Linked DNA regions of Gasterosteus aculeatus: region 1 is linked to region 2. A link is a contact called in public Hi-C data. All regions are on one chromosome and are shown on one strand. The core of a region is the stretch at or near the end of the contact, and the rest is flanking DNA. Distances in the headings are between cores, read along the strand shown. Region 1 holds the start of oat (ornithine aminotransferase). Region 2 overlaps LOC120818874 (C-terminal-binding protein 2).

The links. A called contact is a pair of places that touch in the nucleus more often than the background predicts.
Region 1: a contact with region 2 is called in a Hi-C map of skeletal muscle, with 10 times the contacts expected there. The contact joins the promoter of oat here to the enhancer-like site in region 2. A contact is called at or near these places in 4 of 6 Hi-C or Micro-C datasets (liver, skeletal muscle and tail fin).

Annotation. Positions count from the first base shown.
Region 1 is chr5:11,464,076-11,469,334 of fGasAcu3.hap1.1, forward strand. It overlaps oat (ornithine aminotransferase), which reads left to right and starts at 3,207. Exons shown (of 10, transcript XM_040176477.2): 1 at 3,207-3,367. It overlaps lhpp (phospholysine phosphohistidine inorganic pyrophosphate phosphatase), which reads right to left and starts at 3,270. Exons shown (of 7, transcript XM_040176480.2): 1 at 2,748-3,270; 2 at 2,346-2,533; 3 at 1,940-2,093; 4 at 1,786-1,849; 5 at 1,614-1,706; 6 at 717-808. The coding sequence starts at 2,878.
Region 2 is chr5:11,412,535-11,417,723 of fGasAcu3.hap1.1, forward strand. LOC120818874 (C-terminal-binding protein 2) reads left to right here. Exons shown (of 10, transcript XM_078103391.1): 7 at 797-927; 8 at 2,168-2,295; 9 at 2,431-2,548; 10 at 3,706-5,189. The coding sequence ends at 3,886. Among protein-coding and RNA genes, the nearest start is that of zranb1a, 13 kb to the right of the region's middle. Within about 2 kb of position 3,182, at least 3 of the 9 cell types and tissues checked have open chromatin away from gene starts, as enhancers often do.

The sequences.
Region 1 (5,259 bases), core at 1,957-4,456, 52 kb after region 2:
CACTGTTCAGGGACTGGTTGTTATAATGAACAGCATATCAGTGGCATGAACTGGACTTCCATAACCACTCCCTGACATTTCCCTCTTTTTCATCAAGCCGTAACTACCACAAATGTCTTCTAAAATAATCAACCAGATGTTTCTGTAATTACACCATGAGAAAGGCGTAATGATTTGGGATCATAAATTCTTGGGTGACTTATAGCCCTGTGGGCGAGTTGCATTCAACATGTGGAGAGGATAAAGCTATTTTCGGCACCTTCTCAATCCAATAAACAAAACGTGGAATGCTAAAGAATGAGGCGGCCCAGTGAGCGTAGAGGAGGAAACTGGGACTCACAATCCTGGTGTGACTGCGCCCTCTGCTGGCAAATAGATATAGAATTTTATTCGCAGTAGGATCAGAATAGCTTTCAAGATCTATAAAAAAGAAGAAAAAAACTCATACTTTTCTTAAAAAGATCTAAACCTTTTATGAAACGGAGGTTTAAAACACAGCTATGCAACTAAGTAATGAAGCAATCTTACACTTACACTTTTATCGGTTATAAAAGCACAGATTTAGCCAGAGAACAAGATGGCATCTTAGTAAAGGAAACTTTGGCTGCTCACACACCGACATGGATGGTTTCACCAACCAATAGGAGCAGCCGTGGCCCAGCGGTGGCCAATAAGGACTCATGTTTATCTTTGGTAGATTGAAGGACCCCACTGACCGGTATTTGCCCGTCCTGACTTGAACGCCTCTCATTCCACAGCGTTGGGCCCCTCCCACGTCATTCACCAGATCGTCCCCAATCATCAGCACCTGCAAGAAAAACATTTTTATTTTATTTTTTAGGTGAAGTTGTTTTAAGCTGCTATATGCAAATAATGTAAATTAACACTAATAACGTGCCAACATCTCATGTAATTAAGGTAACATGTAACTTATTTCACGAGGACCGCCAGTAGTCATCGCTTCCTATTGTTTCCAGCTCTCGCCCACACGGCACTTGACGGATAGATTTCATCCTGCCCTCCCTTCACCTCGTGTTTCTTTTATGAACTTCTCAGCTGTCTGAGCATCAGATTTCTTTTCTTGTGCTTCTGGGTCAGTGAGGGTGTTCGCCTTGGGAGTTCGGGCACGGAGACCTTTGCACGTTTAGTATGCACCTCACTGAGGAGACCGAAAGCCCAGTGTCCCGCTGCCGGTCTTTTGTAGTCACTCGAGAGTTTGTGGCCAAAGATCTGCTCAGAAATCTGGGGGCAGCTGTGTGGCATTGGTCCTTTTTGCTATTTACCCTTGTAGTGTTTTTTATCAATAATTGCACGATTGGGGAAGCTTGCGGCCGCGTGTTTGCCACTCGGTGGTTAGCGACAACCGCGTCTTTGCAGCGCGACGACCTCCACTTCAAGCTCGCCTGGTGAACGCTGAACATCTTGATCACTTCTGCCTCGTTAAGGGCAACTCACAGTTCCCACTGACTGACTCACTCAGTCAAAGGTCAAACAGTCAAAAATCATTGACTGTAAAGCTACATTTAAAAAAATGAACCTAGATAAAAAGTGTGGAAAACATGTAAAGTGCAGTGGGAATCTGGATTATTATGGTTGACTTTGTTGTTATGTACCTCATGTGGTTGAAGTCCCATGTCATTGAGAACACTCTGGAAGAACGTCGGGGACGGCTTTCCAACTACTTCGGCCTTTAAATCACACGCATACTGGAGGGGAAAAAATCATCATCAATGTTCACATAAGAACTGCTCTTCTTAACCAATGCAAACGAAGCACTTACTGTACCTCCAGAGCCTTCATGTAGGCTCCGACGTCTAGTTTCAAACCGTCCGTCTCTTTGTAGTACCTCCTATGGGGAGATCACACGTATATATTTTACGTTGTGCTTATCAATTAGAATAGGCAATAATGCCTGTAGAGTTGCACAATATCCTCTTACCCTTGGCCCAGAGAGAACAGAAGTGGCTTCTCCAGGTCTGTGAGGACCCTAAATGCCTCGTTCAGGTTCTGGTAGGTAAACTTTTCAGCGGCGTCTCCAATCACCACGCAGTTCGGGTTGCTCTGGTCAACACTGTCGAACTCTGGGAGAAGTCCTGCATCGGAGTGAACGTATGGAGTCATTTGGAGGACGTTGTGATGTTAACAACACAGTTTACATACTGTCAACAAATCCCGAAATCTGTTTTTTTTCCTCAGAAGCTAATAATGATGCACAACTGGGCCTAAACAAAGCACCGTTATGTTAGATATGTTGCTTTCCTGCTCAATTAAACGCCACATGTTGAGTCGTTGCATGTTTTGCAGGAACCACTCAGGGGATGCTGTCAAGGCGCAGTAGTATTCACCATCATACACGAGCAGGTGGGGCCGTAAGCCCCTCTCCTTGAGGACAGCCGCGGCGGCAGGAGCGGGAGAGAAGACCTCAGACACGAGGATGTCGAAGCCCAGTCTCTGGAGCTTGGCGACGAACGTCTCTCTGGCTGCCTGAGTCTCATTGGTGCAGAAGCGCAGCTGCAGGTCGGATGCCTTGAGCCTTTAAAACCAAAAGCACAAGGAGGTTGAGCTTGCAGCAACATGGTGACACTGTGGATAGAGACGCCCCCGCGCACCGTTCAGATATTAACATCATGCGTGCATAGAGACGCGTTGGGAGTCTAGCAGGGGAATGCTAACGTTAGCATCCATGAAGTTGGCAACACTACGGAGAGACCGTATTTAAAGGTATAAAAAAACAACTCCCAACTCACATTTTCACCGCTTCAATTGAACCGGGAATGGCGACCCCGTCGCCCTCCCCGCTGTCATATAAAACGCCGCACATGTCCAGTATGACACCTTTCAAACTCCTCGCACAGCCCGGCCAGTCCGTGTCAGCCATGACGCAATGACAGCCTCGAAACGCGCATGCGCGTGGAGCGAGCCGGGCAGCTCCCGTGAATTAATCTCATAGCGGTTCGTATGACTAATAATAACATACACGGGCCTAAGGGCAACGGTCACTGTCGGAGTTAAGTCACCTAAAAGATGCAGTGGTATGATTTTATAAATACAACTCAAACAATGAAGTGTCTTTTAACCGAGCTGAACGAACGTGCCACTCTTTCGCCCTTTAAATGAATGACAGTTGTCTGTTTCGTCCAGGCGACTTAAAAATTGGTCGATCTTGCAATCGCCGGGTGAAGTTGCGGCATGGGGGCGTGTCCTCTGACGCAGCACGCACGGAAGGCGCCGAGGGCTCGTCCCCGCCCCCCGCCCAACCAACGGGCATTTATTAAGCCGCACCGGCGCCTTCAGCTTCACCCATCAGGACAGGACGGACATCCATCGCGCCACTAGAGGGGCTTTTAATCTTCGCTTCACTTCTCTGGTACTTATTTGGCTTCCCCCGCGAGGCTCCTTTCCTCTCCTCTCCCCGTCATCGAGGGTTTAGAGATCGCTTAAAGGCAACTGAAATCCGGCAGGCGCTAACGTTTGTTAGCTAGCTAGCTAGCTGGTGTTTTACAAATATAAATAAAAGGCGCAGGTGCTCCGCCGCCGCCTGCGCGTGCGTGCGGTTAGCAGCGGTTTATAAGAGGTTCACGCTCGGGAATGGGGGGGCATTCATATAATTTATGGCGACTGTCATAGCTTAAGTAAGCGTTTTAGGGGACGTCATGCGAACCCCCCTCCCGCACACACATACACACAACCCGACGATACAGTATTACGTAACACGACCCGGTTTCTGAAAGCCGCTCAGTGAGGAATTAACGTTGTTGCTACTGCGGGTTTTCGCGTGGCTGTGAAGTTACTGCGGCGGGGGAGGGAGGGGGTGGGGTGCGAGGCTGCCTCCCCCCTCCAGGAACCTATCGCCTCTCAGGAGCCGCGTTCATAGAAACCAGTCGCTGCCTCTGTTGGCTTTGTGTGTTTATTCACCGGTCAGAGTTATTGATTATCCAGAGCAGGATTCTGGATAACTAATCTGTTCTTCTTTTTCTTTTTTTTTGCACGTACTGTCAATTTTGCCAGAATTTCATTTCGTTGCATTTTAGTGCCACATCATCCTAGCTGTTTAAACAGGAGTCTTGCATGTCACAGGGCGTCTACTTAGTCTGGAACATCACAGTTGCGTTGCCGTGCTGCTTTGGGATTAGCTTTTTGTCAACGCCGCCAAGTACGTCCCTCCTTTGTGTTGCTTGTGAAAGAAAAAGCGTTATTCAGCATACAGGCGAGGCCCACGGGCTCTATTCAATGTCATATAACGGCGTGTTGGTTTATTAAGCACGTTTCTTGTTGCTGCAATGTGCTTTTTTTGTATTTTCTTTATTGAATAATCTGCAGATTCGTCTGTTGATTATTTGGACTACTATTTTGTTCTATAAAATGTCACCAGGTTTTAGAATTTCCTTTACAATTGGCTCTTTATTTGCTTATTATTATGCTTTGTTATTGTTTGTTACATTATGGTTCCTATTGTCTTTGTTTACAGAAAACCACCTGTTTGTTTGCAAGAATGCATTCATGCAACCCCTTAAAAAAAACATGCCTCTCATGCCATTCGATTAATTTTGCAAAGATGAGCAAGCCATGAGGTCTGACTCCATGGCCAAGAAGTTGAGAAATAATAATGTTGTTGATTTCTGGAAAGAAGTGAGACTTCTTAACAACTGTAAAACATCTTTGCCGTGCACTGTGACGGAATTTTAGGAGCAGACAATATTGCTGAGTTATGGAAGGAACATTATGGTACCTATGGTACTCTATACTTCACACGTGTGATCCAATTATTAAAAATGCAAGTCTACAGAGACTCCAAGTAGCTTATAATGATGCCATGCAAATATTTAACTGTATTAGTGCGGACCTATATACAAGGCGGAAGATATTGAGACGAATGTGTCAACGACAATTATGTCACGAGGTGTACCAAGCTATAAATAAGTTGGATGATGGCAAAGCAAGTGGTTCAGACCATATCACTGCTGAACATCTTAAATATGTTAGTCCCAGGATAGGTCCTCTTGTTGCCATCTGGTTTACCGGCCTCGTGACTCATGGCTTGTTACCAGACTCAATGCTGTCTGTCCTGTTAGTGCAGGTTATTAAAAACAAAGCTGGTAAAGCAGGTAGCCTAGAGAGTTACAGGCCCATTGCTTTGGCCAGTATTCTGTCAAAGGTCCTGAAAATAATTCTAATGGACGGATTAAATGAGTTTATTCACTCCTCAGATAACAAATTTGGCTTTAAAGCCAAACATGGCGCTGACCTGTGTGTGTATAT
Region 2 (5,189 bases), core at 1,932-4,431:
TCATTTGATTTTTTCTTCTCCTTTTTATAGTGTGTGTTGTGCCTTTTTTTTCTCCCCTAAAAGCCACACGGGGGTTGGTGGCGCTGCCTCATCTTTCCAGCTCAACCCTCATCCCTCATTTCATCTCCTGGTTTTGGGATAAAGATGCTCTTTATCCCACCATCTGTCAGTGTTTCCGTCTGCCTGCTGGGTGGCTCAGGTGTCAGGCGCAACAAAGGTGTCACAGATGTGTTTTGGAATTCTCTGTCTCTCTGCCGCGTAATATTGTTTCGGGGCCCTCGGATGCCTTCATCCGATCCGGATTTACAGTTTACACGTCGCTTCAGATGAAACCAATTCATCCGACCGTCGTGCTGACAGACTCACGTCAACACCCAAATCTGGCCATTTGCCTGTGAATAACTGAGTTGTTTTTATTTCTCTGCAATAGCTGGGCTCAAAATGACATTTTTTTCGGGTTGTCCACCCGTCCGTCCGTCTGTCCCTCGGACCAGCCGCCTAATGAGCTGGTTAAAGTTTGGTGGTCGGAGCTCAAGGTGGCTGTGACCTCACGTCTGTCACAGTGAAGAGAGCGCATCGCCGCCGGGATATCTTTCATTATATCTGCAAAAACATCAGCTTGGACTCAAAGATGATCCGATTACATTGTCAGCGGTCAAAGGTCAAGGCCACTGGACTAAGCAATGCTGGTAGTAAAATGAAATAATGGGGTGATGACATGAGCGACCTTGAGTTGGTAATCTTAACACCTTGTTTGTTTGATCGTGTGTGTGTGTGTGTGTGTTGTGCACAACAGATGCGTCAGGGCGCGTTCCTGGTCAACACCGCGCGGGGGGGCCTGGTGGACGAAAAGGCCCTGGCCCAGGCTTTGAAGGAGGGCAGGATACGCGGTGCCGCCTTGGACGTTCATGAGACGGAGCCCTTCACGTGAGTATACGCACACACACACACACACACACACACACACACACACACACAGCCCTCTCAATAGGCCGACGGATGAACGCCTGGCTCACAGAGACGGTTGAGACGAGGTAACAGAAGGAAGGGAAGGAGAAGGCAGCAAGTTACAGTCAGAGACGGAGAACCATAGACGGCCGTGAGACACGCGGACGGACACACGACCGCTTCAAGACAAACTGAAGTTAATGGAACTCGGGAGACGGAGGGAGCTCCTTTTATTCGCAATAGAGCAGGCGAGACTGATTCAGAGCGTAACGTAAATAAGTGAACTATAACGGATGGAATGAGGGGGATCCTGTGGCGATCTCTAAGCCCGCCTCCCGGCCTCACTCCTGGTGTCATTCACACGAAAGGAAAAAGGGAGAAAAGGCCACGGCGCTCTGGCTCCAGACCCACGAGCTCCAAGACGTCCATTGTTCAGGGCAAATTTCTAAATGAGAAAATGCTTCTTGGAAAAAAGTTGCTGCTGGTGATTATTGTTCACAGTTAGGAACTCGTGCTCCGCCCACCCATCCCGCGCGACACTGAAACCGATTCGGGGCGCCACTGAGGCGTTACACAAACATGCACACGCACACAGAACCAGGCCTTACAGGAATGGAGGGGGAGGCGGGGGGGGAGGGCGTGATCTGTCTCTCAGTGCCACTTGACAGCCCACGGATGAAGGAGGAGGAAGACTGTGTCATGGGTGAATACCGAGACATATTTTAATTTTGACAACTGGGCTTTATTTGACAGAATCCCTCTCTCTGCCACCTGCCAATCCTCACAGAATGTTAACGTTAAAGACAACCCAAAACAAATTGCTTTTTAGATTTCTTTTTTTTCTTCTTCTTTTTTTTACAGAAAACTTCAGTTAGTCACAGAGGAATTAGTTGAAGTTATTTCTGCCTCATTAAAATAAATCCAGAATCCATGAACATACAAATATTTTATTCCATAAGGCACCTGGAAGCTTTCCCTCTTCAGGAGATGAAACATCCAAATAAAGTGACGATAAGCAGCAAATAAAATAATAAATAAAAGTAGTAGACAGGAAGTTTGGTCATTTAGAAGAAAACGTTAGTTAGTTCACAAAGATAAGAAGAGCACAGCTCTTGTAATCCTTTCTCCCGTGTTTAATAATTTGTTTTATTCCTTTTCCCTCATTTTTCTTACTCGCTGTGTGTGTGTGTGTGTGTGTGTGTGTGTGTGTGTCTCACAGTTTTGCCCAGGGTCCGCTGAAAGACGCTCCCAACCTGATCTGCACCCCGCACACGGCCTGGTACAGCGAGCAGGCCTCTCTGGAGATGAGGGAGGCCGCCGCCACCGAGATCCGGAGAGCCGTCACCGGTACGCCGCCCCGTCCACTAATCCAAAACATCTGTTCCTGCCACCGCGCCAACATCTGCACCAGCACACTGCTAAACATGTGTGTGTGTGTGTGTGTGTGTGTGTGTGTGTGTGTTTGCCCCCCCGACACGACAGGCCGCATCCCCGACAGCCTAAGAAACTGCGTCAACAAGGAGTTCTTTGTCACCACGGCGCCGTGGGCCGTCATGGATCAACCGGGCGTCCACCACGAGCTCAACGGCGCCGCCTACAGGTAAACCCCGAACACGCAAATTTAAAAAAAAAAAAAAAAAAGGCTGCCCTGCATTATCTCAGGAATGTTTTGTCCCTGTTCTCTGTGGTAGTCCAATGGTCATTCTTTGAGCTGTGGGCTCTTCCTAAACTCAGCATGTCCGCCTCCGTGTGTTTCTCTCACGCAGCCAAGTGAGCCAAACTCTTCCTGGCATAACAACCGGTGTCCCCCAAGACAAAATTATTGCCTAGATCAGGAGCAGGTAAATACGACCACCCGGGACGACGAGCCTCGTGTCTGCGGGTCCCCGGATAAGACCCTCTCTCCCCCCCTTCTCCCCCGAGCTGGCGTGGTGTGTGTCCCCCCCCCCCCCCTCTATGCCTCCTCAGCACTCCTCCCCCCTCCCCGTTCGTAGCGAATGTGGGTTTTTTCTGAGCGTCTCCATGAGCATGACACAAATCCTTTCCCCGGATGGAGTCATGCTTTTGGGAGTTCCTTCTTGTGGGATTTTGGGACCCCCCCCCCCCCCCCCACACACACACACTTCCCCCTTTTTGGTTGAATGGAGAACCTCAGGCTCAGAGTGTGAATTGAATTACTGAACTGATTTTACAGTAATGTACTGAAACATTTGGACTTTCATGACAAACTGTACTGTGAAAATTATAAATCACTCTTTACACACAATACGATGACTATAACACACTATCACCTTTAAACATTATAAATAATACAATACTGACTTTTTAATCATGTACTCATGGGAGTGTTTTCAACATGCTCTACTATGATTTTTGTCCAAAATACTGTACTAAGACGTTCTTTGACATGCTCTCCTATGGCTTCTTTAGGACTTTCCCTCCATATATGTGAACATATTTCTTATTGGACGTTTTAATGGGGTGTTTTCTACATACTACATGCCAAACAATGACTTTTTATAACACACTAATATCGTTTTTTATACTTTTAATGATATTTTTTCAACACACAATAATATATATTTATTCTAACTGTGGTGGGAAAGAGCTATATTACATACATGACCTTTTAACCGCTTTTTTTCAACATGCTATGACTTGTTTTCGACATGTTACACTATGACTTAGTAACCCTAAGAGGCCCTTTGGGAGCCACACTGCCCCGTGACACTAACTCTGACCCCTCCCCTTCCCCAGATACCCCCCGGGCGTAGTCGGAGTGGCTCCAGGGGGCATCCCCGGGGCGTTAGAGGGCATGGTGCCAGGTGGGCTGCCCATCGCCCACACCCTGCCCTCTGGTACACACCCCTCCCAGGCCCCGTCGCCCAACCAGCCCTCCAAACACGGCGAGACCAGAGAGCACCTGACCGAGCAATAGCAGCAGAAGGGATACGAACGGCGAGCCCTCGTCCGACGCGTCGACTTTCACAACCGACCGACCAACTGGGACCAAGAGACAGCGAGACGACACGAGCGGACTGTCACCGAACTGAGGAAGCGTGCCGGGGAATTTCTACTTTTAATGTTTTAGTTTCTACTCTCTTGTCTCTCTGGGTTCAGTACCGACTTTACTCTTTGATGATGATGATGATGATGGTGTTTGGGTTTTTTTCCTCCGGTGACACGCGTATGATTGTGGACACAAAGTCGAGTGGTTTTTGTCTCTTTTTTTTTCCAGCGTCCCCGATGAGACTCTTGTCCCGCCTCCCGTACACCTCAGAGCTCATGGGAGAAGCGTAGGCGCACATCTCGACACACCGATGGGCGAACGAGAGGGGAAAAAAAACTTTGGCATCATGTGCAACTGGACCTTAACCCCCCTCCTCCCAAACTTCACCCTGACCCTCCCCTCCACCCAGCTCCTTCCCTCCTTGTGTAACTAATGTGTGTTGTTTAGCCCCCCTCATTATGCCACAGAAGAGAACTATTTTTTTTTTCTTTCTTTCAATCTTCTGTGTGAATGACTAAAAATGGATTGCTATATATATTTATCACTCGTCAGACAAAAAAAAAGATTGCTCATCCGTTCTAGTAATCTAATGTGAGTTTTGGCCCTTTCCTGGCAATAACACACATGACAGCTGTTGCAGTTGTAGGATTCCACCACATGAGGGCACTTGGGGGGTGGGGGGGGGGGGTCCTCGTTGAGACCAATAAATGTTGTGCGATTCTTTTTTTTAAGCTTTTAACGTTCACTTCACATAACATTTGATTGTTGAAGTTTGACATTAAATGGATTGCGATGAAGTATTTTACCTTTTCTCTTTTAGTCAAGAGCTATTTGGTAACGTGTCAGTGTGACTGAGCTCTGAAGGAGGAAGCCTTTTTTTCTCTTTTTTCGGAATCATAAGTTTCTGATCGAAACCCGAAATCAAACCAAGTGGCAGCAGCGCACGGATTGTGACCTCCCCCTCTTCTCTCAGCACATTTCACACTGAAGACAGGAAAGGGTTAAAGCAAACTTACTTTCATTAATGACTCAGGAAAACCTTTTTGCAGATATTGTTTATTCCAAAATTCTGTTTTTGAGGAACAAAAAAAAAAGATAAGACTAATGTGTTTAGTCTGGATATTCTCTCTCCTCCCTCATCCTCTCCATTGTGGTATTTTTATATACAAGGCGCATCCCACGTTTTTGGTGTTTAAAAAGAGTTTTGAAGAGTCCTGTTAGATTTGTATTG